Regions from separate parts of the Salmo salar genome. Here region 1 is linked to region 2. A link is a contact called in public Hi-C data. All regions are on one chromosome and are shown on one strand. The core of a region is the stretch at or near the end of the contact, and the rest is flanking DNA. Distances in the headings are between cores, read along the strand shown. Region 1 holds the start of LOC106562299 (transcription factor Maf). Region 2 overlaps LOC106562299 (transcription factor Maf).

Region 1 (5,236 bases), core at 1,176-3,675, 73 kb after region 2:
TTGAGGTCCTTTTTGCTCCCTCGCTACATGGATCCCCGCCGAACAACTTCCATCAGGAATGCGTCATTCACTGTATAGAAATGGGCGCTTAGTAGTATCATTCAACACAGTTGAAATGCACTTACACGGGAAGGGGGTGGTGGTATAAGAGTCCTCGTCACTTTTTTGTTGCTGTCCCAAAAAAGTGATCAGGTCATAAAACAAGTATGAATGCCATGCTGGAGTCATCCGATAAAAGTACATTTTCAAGCACAAAAGGAAAAGAAAAACCGTACATGTCCAGCATGCAGGCCAGTTCAATAACATATCTCTTTTAAAATAATGGATATTGTTTATTATGATTAATAGTCTGTTTGTTGCTTAACACAAAATAGCAAGCATAACGCATGAGATGAGGTGGGGTAAAATGGCAGGCTCGCAGTCCTCCGAGTTTGGCAGAACAAAAACAGAAAGGGAAAAAGGCCAAAAACGTCTTCTTACTGTAGATGGATGCAGTTTTTGACCGGTATTTGTACACGGATTTCAAAGTCGAAAGGTGAAAAAGGCAAGTCGATGAACTTCCAAGGCGTATACTTAGTGCTTGCATGCACACATAGTATACAGCAACATTGTAAAGTTAAAACAACTTCGAAAAATAATAGATGATAGTTCATATTCAAAACACCGCAAGTTAAATGAACAACGATGAAAAAGAGCTTGACAAAAATATGAATCAAATAATAAGTATGGTAGCAAAAAAAGATGGCAGGCTTCAGTTTCTACTCCAAAATGAAGGACAATTATGACAAAGTTCCATCTTTCTATTGCAAGCCCCAAAACTCAAAACCGTTATTTGACAGACTTGAGCAAACCCCTGTTGTCAAAAAAATTAAAACCGAAAAAAAAAGTTGGCTAATTAGTTTTCTTCGTCTAGTATGCCCCATTACAAAAAAATCACAATGAAAACTTTTTAATGAGGGAACTGACAAACTCTGTTTTCATGATAATGTCGAGACTCACATGAAAAACTCCGGGGAGGAAGGGTTGTTGTCACTGCTGGATCCATTTTCTCTGAAGCCGTTGCTGATGAGCTTCTCATATTTTTCTTTGTATGCGTCCCTCTCCCGGGCCAGCCTGGAGATCTCCGCCTTGAGGTGGTCGACTTGCTGGACGAGCTGCGTCTTCTCGCCCTCCAGGACGTGCCGCTGCTGCACCCGCTTGTAGCGGCAGGACTGCGCATAGCCTCTGTTCTTTAGGGTCCTTCTCTTCTGTTTCAGCCGGATCACTTCTTCCTTGCTGACTCCCCGTAGCTGCCGGTTGAGCTCCCGCACCGACATGCCCACCAGCTGGTCGTCCGAAAACCGGTCGTCCAAATGTCCCATGTGTGGGTGGTTTCCTCCGGAGCTGCCGTTGGACGAGACACCGGGTGATTGGTGATGGTGGCCACCGTTGTGGTGGTGATGGTGGTGGTGGGGACCCCCGTTCTGGGCTGCTGCGGCGGCGATAACTGCGGACACCACCGCCGCGGCAGAGCCCATCTCTTCCCCGCCCATGGTGCCTCCTCCTCCGGCTCCGCCGGCAAACTGCTGCCCTCTAGCATAGCCATCGAAGGACTGGAGCTGGTGACTGCTGTTGATCAGCGCCTCAACTGCGTCTTCGGGGCTGAAGCCCAGCGCCTCCGGATTCAACTGCGGTTGATAACCGGACATCCAGTAGAAATCCTCCAAGTGTGCCTTCTGTTCGCTCCCCGACCCCGGACTGGGCGACGAGAAGCTTGGAGAAGGGGGCACCGAGCTGCAAGGCGTGCTCATCGGGGTGGAAGACAAGGATCCCCCGGCAATAAGGCGGCTGCACTGGCTGATGTTGCGATCGGGCTCCACCGGCTCCTTTTTCACTTCAAACTTCATCAGATCGAAGTCATTAACATATTCCATGGCCAGGGGACTGGTGGGCAGGTCGGAGTTGCTCATTGCCAGTTCTGATGCCATCCTCTTGCTGCCGACAGTCCTCCAAAGGGGGTGAAGAGCAGCTGTCAAACTGAGTTGGTTTGGAAGAACGTGAGCCAGTTTGCTTTTTAAGCGTATTTGTCTTAAAGTGAAAAAATAGGTTTTCAATGTCCTTTTTGCAGCGACGAGTTCCCAGCTGTAAATTAATAGTTTTCTTTTCAGAGTCTACTGCACAGACGCACCAGAGCCGAGCTCGCGAGTTGCGGAGTCCTCTTTCAGCATGAGAAATTCGGCGAATTGGTATTTTTAACATTTAACACTTTACTGTTTCTTCATGGATAGGCCTACATTGCGTAAAGCGGAGAGGGTGAAATGTCGAAGGAGAGGGGTAAATGTAGCCTCGCACGTGAAATGCCTTTCACTTGTAGGCGATTTTTTAGAAGGATCACACAGCAGATGAGTTTAAAAGCATTGCAGAGTTTTATAGCAGCCCTGACGTCAGATTGGAAATGGGAAATTGACTTGGACGAAGAGCCAATGGGCTCGCACAATCTATGGGCTAATTAACATATTAGCACAGAAACAAAACTTTTCTCAACTGTCAAAGGCTATCAGCTGACTGTCAGCTGCAACTCAACCTCAACTCTTTCGCCTCTCCATTTTAGGTATATTCTTTTAATGGACATTTATTCTACCATTTGGATAAACAAATAACCATGAAAATATCTCACTGTGCTCATGGTGGGGAAAGGACAGTAGGCTGAGTGCACATTATGGTTTGATTTAGTGTTGTTGCAAGTGGTACTGGTAACATTTTAATACACAAATGTAATTTACAATATGCAAATTATGAAGTTATTGAAGCAATAATATATATTATTGGTTGCTGTCATAAAATAAATGCGTAATAACGATGTTGTATGGTGGTAGGATTTATATTAGTTTCAAAAGTATCAAAACATAGTATTCATGATTTATAATGTGCAAATATTGGGGGAATGGTTATGCACACGTTTTCACAGTTCGTGTTACTTGAAATTCGAAGTGGTCAAATTTACCAGTAGCCTAAGCAAAATGCATAAGCATGCTTTACAATCATCTTAGTTACATGAACAGCGTTGGCTCATAAAGTATTGATATGTGACAGAATACAGGAATACATATGATTCTGTGCTGAAGTTCTATGAAATAAAATTACAAAGGATTTGTGGAGAGCAGACATACATCTGCCGTTCTAAAACTCAACAGTGCCACCTTTTGGGGACATCGAAGCACCGTTCTCCAAAATAAACTGCTTCATCTGAAAGAAACATTTGTTTTTAGAACGACAGTATGGATACATTGGCAGGGGAACAGCCAAATGGGGTGCATATGGTGCATATTTCGGGCATATTCCTCATGAATCACGTGTCAATTTAAAGTTATTTTGGGGGGAGAAAATATAGGCTACAACATTCCCCACTCCATCAGCCGTATACACTAGATTGTGTAGAACATTCGTTACATAAGACAAGTAAACATGTACTTCCTACGTGGTCCTATCAAATCATCATCCCCTCATATAGGCTGCTATTAAGCAGTGGTTACATGGGAGTCATTCAGTAATGAACAATGTGTTCCAACCAGGCGGAGATTAGCCTACGTGCACTACAGTGCTATATATAAAAATAAACTTTATCTAAAGCAGTGATTCCGCGGGCCCTGCTCCAAAGTAATACATTAAACCACTCTACTGTACATTGCACTTTATCTCGACAGTTCAGAGGTCAGACATTTCCACTAGTTTTAATGGACTGCATGTCATGCCCAACTCACTTGTTGAAGTCTATTGCACAGACGAACCAAAGCCGCGCGCGCCAGTTTAAACATGTAGTTTTATACGACACTACCCAGCCAAATTACCTCCCTACAACTATCTTAACAATGCTCACACCCTACCCTCATTTAGTCAGTCTAATCAGTGATATAATGCTCCGTTCACGACTTTTCATAATTTCGTAAATACCAGCATACGACTGGGAAAAATCCCTTCAACGCCCCTCCAACTGACTGGTAATTACTAGAGTCAACATCGTATAGGCGTATCATCCGCGTGCTCCAAGTTTCCCACTTGCACCTCTCTGACGTCACTTGTAAAACAAAACAAAAAATCGCAAGCATGGTGGCATCTTCATTTTGATTTAGAAAGTGAAATCAGCTCTAGATGTACTTTTTATGTGCAAAACATTGCAAAACAATCACAAGCCTCTTGACCTCCGTGTTTGATGTATGGCTCATCAAAACAGGAATGCACCTAACTCATATTTACGACTTCACAATTGTAGTTACCACCTTCCCATTTGGTTATGAACACAGCATAACATTGGCTATTTGACAGCAATAGGAGGGACTTTGTTTTCACCAACCAAGTTATGTTTGACCAGAGTTTCCCGGTCTAAAGCGCAGCCTGCTTACTTAGGCTACTGCCACAGGTTTGTTGTGTGTTTACCTATACAGTTTGGGCTACTCATAGGCCAACCAACAAATGCAAGCCTGTAAAGTTGGCTAAACGTATAGAGTAATTCGCAGCACCTAACATCAACTATGGAGACTTGCTACCCTAATGTCTAGGTGTATGTATTTTGCATTTAGTCTGCAAGCGAAGCCTCACTCGCCTACATTAGAGGCATAAACACAGCGTGGTGCGCAAATGTCATAAATTATAGGTCAAAAGTCTGGTTTTAGGGAATTGGCGTAAAATGTGACAATGATACAATATTTAATTACGCGTGCCGGTAAATCATGTCCATTGATAAAGTGATCATGTAAGATCCACCACGGGCTTCATACCTCGGACTATTTGGAGGGAAGCTTTGTCTCAGCTTTTGACACGGCGTTGACAAATAGCCGTTTCATCCCTGTGACAAAAGCCTATAACCATAGTCTCTCTGTCTCTTCTCCAACTCCAAGACTATGATCTCATCCCTAGGACTGAGTATCATTAGCTTCCCGGGTACACACAATGTAATGCTATGCCAAATAACTCACATCCCAGCCGCCAATCTATGAGAAAGAGGATCGTGCCAATCAGCCTGATGTTTTTATAACCGTTCAGCGAGTTCAACGCTTCCCAACTTCCGTTCCAAACTTCAGGTCAGATTTTCTCTTTCATTTCCCCTTCACCTAACTGATTTTACTTCACTACATTCCTAAATCAAATTATGTACTTTTTACTCCATACATTTTCCCTGACACCCAAAAGTTATCGATACATTTTGAATGCTTAGCAGGACAGGAAAATGGTCCAATTCACGCACTTAACACTGGTTATC
Region 2 (4,818 bases), core at 414-2,913:
CCATTTTTTTCACAACTTACAATCATAGCTGCAGTTAAATTTGAGTGAGACTCAATCAACAGTGTGAACATATAATTCAATTAAGGATAATAAAAAGGAGCTTTTGATGTCGTACATCTTATCCACACTTAGACCCAGAATGAATGTCAGCAGGGACATGGATGTGGAACATTTAATTATATGCCCTTCAGAAGAGAGAGAGCAAGAGAGAGAGCAAGAGAGAGAGCAAGAGAGAGAGAAAGAACAAGAGAGAGCGAGAGAAAGAGAACGAAGGAGATAAAAAAGAGAAGGAGTGAAACACATGGGGACATGCCACTGGCAGACTGAGGCACAGACATACAGCACCTCTAGTGAACATGATACAGGGCTGAGTGATATACAGTGCAACAGCCTACATGCATGCCTCTGTCCCCAACGAAGACGAAGCTTGATCTATGACAAATTGTCTCAGCAAGCCACAACACAATCCTTCTGCCATCTGTGAAGTGTAGGGTTCTCCTTTCCCCTTTCGAGACAAACATACAGGGTCATTGAGACCATTGGAGACACACTATGTTTATGAGAGAGGTGATGCAATGTAGCCGTGTATATTGGGCTGTAAGCAACAGAGAGGAAGATAGTTGTTTTAGAGAGAGAGAGAGAGAGAGAGAGAGAGAGAGAGAGAGAGAGAGAGAGAGAGAGAGAGAGAGAGAGAGAGAGAGAGAGAGAGAGAGAGTTGTTTTAGAGAGAGAGAGAGAGAGAGAGAGAGAGAGTTGTTTTAGAGAGAGAGAGAGAGAGAGAGAGAGAGAGAGAGAGAGAGTTGTTTTAGAGAGAGAGAGAGAGAGAGAGAGAGAGAGAGAGAGAGAGAGAGTGAGTAACAAAAACAGAGCTGGTCCGAGGGCAGAGAAATGGTGTGACTCAGGAGAAGCCTGTATTGAGAGCCAGTACTTGTGCTTGGCAGCCTGTGTGATCAATATAAATAGCACCAAATGGGCTGTTATAAAAATGTTGAGAGTTGTAAATGATCCCCAAAGACAAAACCGGAGCAGCAGTGAGCACACACTCACATACACAAACACACACATAATCACACTCACATGCACACACACACACACACACACACACACACACACACACACACACACACACACACACACACACACACACACACACACACACACACACACACACACACACACACAAATCCGCACACACCTTAATAAAAAGACTCAAACACACACATCGAGAGGCAATGGGATATCGAATGCTGGTTGCAAGCAGACATGGACACACTCATGCATATATCAAAAGGGAATGTCTTTGTGTGATTGTGTATTTATGAATATCGCTATTGCATGCATATGTAAAATAAAAAATTATCAAATTTGACCAAACCACAAGCATTCACACACACACACACACACACACACACACACACACACACACACACACACACACACACACACACACACACACACACACACACACACACACACACACACACACACACACAGCTCAAAGCTAAACACAGGTAAAGCTGTTCCCTTAGTGGTAAGGACCCCATCTTTATAGCTTTAGTCTGTACTACACATGATTTATGAAGATAGCTTATGACCAGTAGTATGCTGTAGATGGGCGGACAGTGAAAGGTTGATTGTAGGGTTGGTGTGGGTGTGGAGTTGAGCTGACAGAAGGCAAATGCCTGCCCTGTGGCCTTAGGGTGGAGGGATCAGATACACTGCCCTGTGTTGTCGGTAAGTGCGACTGCACACAACCTTTGCAGCACTGTGAGGACCTGAGGGCTTCATAATTGAAAACGCTTGGGTGAAGCGGAATATCTGAATGTTGTCCCTTTGTCTAATACAGTGGCTTGGGAAAGTATTCACCTACCTTGACATTTTTCCTATTTTGTTGTCTTACAACCTGGAATTAAAATATATTTTGGGGGGGTTTGTATCACTTGATTTACACAACATGCCTATCACTTTGAAGATGCAAAATATTTTTTATTGTGAAACAAACAAGAAATAAGACAAAAAAACTGAAAACTTGAACGTGCATAACTATTCACCCCCCCAAAGTCAATACTTTGTGGAGCCACCTTTTGCAGCAATTACAGCTGCAAGTTTCTTGGGATATGTCTCTATCAGCTTGGCACATCTAGCCACTGGGATCTTTGCCCATTCTTCAAGGCAAAACTGCTCCAGCTCCTTCAAGTTGGATGGGTTCCGCTGGTGTACAGCAATCTTTAAGTCATACCACAGATTCTCAATTGGATTGAGTTCTGGGCATTGACTAGGCCATTCCAAGACATTTAAATGTTTCCCCTTAAACCACTCAAGTGTTGCTTTAGCAGTATGCTTAGGGACATTGCCCTGCTGGAAGCCAGCCAGTCTCAAATCTCTGGAAGACTGCAAAAGGTTTCCCTCAAGAATTTCCCTGTATTGGCCTCCCGGGTGGCGCAGTGGTCTAAGGCACTGCATCGCAGTGCTAGCTGTGCCACCAGAGATCCTGGGTTTGAGCCCAGGCTCTGTCACAGCCGGCCGCGACTGGGAGGTCCATGGGGCGATGCACAATTGGCCCAGCGTTGTCCGGGTTAGGGAGGGTTTGGCCGGCCGGGATATCCTTGTCTCATTGCGTACTAGTGACTCCTGTGGCAGGCCGGGCGCAGTGTACGCTGACCAGGTTGCCAGGTGTACGCTGTTTCCTCCGACACATTGGTGTGGCTGGCTTCCAGGTTGGATGTGCATTGTGTCAAGAAGCAGTGTGGCTAGGTTGGGTTGGGTTGGGTTGTGTTTCGGAGGACGCATGCTCTCGACCTTCGCCTCTTCCGAGTCCGTACGGGAGTTGCAGTGATGAGACAAGACTGTAACTACTACCAATTGGATACCATGAAACTGGGGAGAAAAAAGGGGTAAAACAAAAAAGAATTTCCCTGTATTTAGCGGCATCCAATTCCTTCAATTCTGACCAGTTTCCCAGTCCCTGCCGATGAAAAACATCCCCACAGCATGACGCTGCCACCACCATGCTCCACTGTGGGCATGGTGTTCTCGGGGTGATGTGTTGGGTTTGCGCCAGACATAGTGTTTTCCTTGATTGCCAAAAAGCTACATTTTAGTCTCATCTGACCAGAGTAACTTCTTCTATATGTTTGGGGAGTCTCCCACATGCCTTTTGGCGAACACCAAACATGTTTGCTTATTTTTTTCTGGCCACTCTTCTGTAAAGCCCAGCTCTGTGGAGTATACGGCTTAAAGTGGTCCTATGGACAGATACTCCAATCTCCGCTGTGGAGCTTTGCAGCTCCTTCAGGATTATCTTTGGTCTCTTTGTTGCCTCTCTGATTAATACCCTCCTTGCCTGGTCCGTGAGTTTTGGTGGGCGGCCCTCTGTTGGCAGGTTTGTTGTGGTGCAATATTCTTTACATTTTTTTAATAATGGATTTAAATGGTGCTCAGTTGGATTTTCAAAGTTTCGGATATTTTTTTATAACCCAACCCTGATCTGTACTTCTCCAGAACTTTGTCCCTGACCTGTTTGGCGCCATGGTGCCGCTTGCTTGGTGGTGCCCCTTGCTTAGTGGTGTTGCAGACTCAGGGGCCTTTCAGAACAGGTGTATAAATACCTTCGATCATGTGACACTTAGTTAAAAAGTCCACCTGTGTTCAATCTAACTATGTGACTTCTGAAGGTAATTGGTTACAGCAGATCTAATTTAGGGGCTTCATAGCAAAGGGGGTGAATACATATGCACGCACCACTTTTCCATAAAAAAAAAATATATAATTTTTTTAAACAAGTTTTTTTTCCCATTTCACCAATTTGGACTATTTTGTGTAATGCAACAAAATAGGAAAAACGCCAAGGGGGGTGAATACTTTTGCAAGGCACTGTATGTCCAATGTCCTTGCCCTAACTGATTGGACAGGTGGAATGACTGCAGAAGTTTTAGAGAGAGTTTAGGCCAAATTGATAATGCTTATCCACTGTTTCCAGATCAGTGAGGACCAGGAGATATGATAATCACGGAGTGAGATATCAGGACTAAGCCCTAGATTAAAGAGAAAGAAGAGAGTAGAAGAGGAAGGATGGGAAGAAGGCAAAGTGAAGTGCTGCGCTGGCACTTTCTCCACACAAAGACTTTTCTAATGCATATGCAGCCCCTAAATTCCTCTTAAAAATGAAAAGCGGTGCACCTTGAGCGACTTCATTCGTAGATATCTTTCCAACAAACTTTTGAGGTAAAACCCCCCACCAAAAAACCCCAAGAAAGACTGAATTAAGGAGAGCGCTCGATTCTGGCTGACAAGAGCAGAGTGGTGCGTAACCGTTGGAAGCCTCTCTCCTTAGCCAGAGTGCTCGCGGTGATGGTCGCTAGCTGCCGCTACCAGTGATCCTGAGCTATCATCACACAGACTGGCTAATGAGCATTAGCGCTTAGAGACGCACACAGGTAAAAGAAAAACACACACGGGGGGAGGAGAAAGGAACCTCCTGAGGATATGCTCTAACTTTCTAATATAAATCCTCTTTTCTTTTCTCCCTCCTTTCTTTTCCCCCTACGGACCATTAGCCAGTATATCCCTCCCTTTATCCTTCCCTCCCCTCCTCCCTCCTTTTCTTTCAGCGCGGTGCAATTAACGTCTCTCATCGAATATTGAAGGTATAAAGACAAATGGGTCTTTTTAGCCGATTCTCTTCCGCTAAGACCAGTCCTCCGCTGAGGGATGGCTGAAGGCTTCGACTAAATCAGGAAGCTGAGCTAACTGCACTTAGAGCCAAACAATCACTGATCATTTATTTAGTTCTTCTTATTTATTCTGCCTGGCATGTTGT

What was found. A called contact is a pair of places that touch in the nucleus more often than the background predicts.
Region 1: a Hi-C map of muscle shows a contact between it and region 2, with 5 times the contacts expected there. The contact joins the promoter of LOC106562299 here to the enhancer-like site in region 2. A contact is called at or near these places in 2 of 3 Hi-C or Micro-C datasets (gill and muscle).

What each region holds. Positions count from the first base shown.
Region 1 is chrssa11:23,316,995-23,322,230 of Ssal_v3.1, forward strand. LOC106562299 (transcription factor Maf) reads right to left here and starts at 2,426. Exons shown (of 3, transcript XM_045689190.1): 1 at 1,000-2,426. The coding sequence starts at 1,967.
Region 2 is chrssa11:23,244,813-23,249,630 of Ssal_v3.1, forward strand. All of the region lies in intron 2 of LOC106562299 (transcription factor Maf), which reads right to left. Among protein-coding and RNA genes, the nearest start is that of LOC123725242, 25 kb to the left of the region's middle. Within about 2 kb of position 1,664, at least 2 of the 13 cell types and tissues checked have an H3K27ac peak or open chromatin away from gene starts, as enhancers often do. A contact at or near this core is called in muscle, where this site is marked.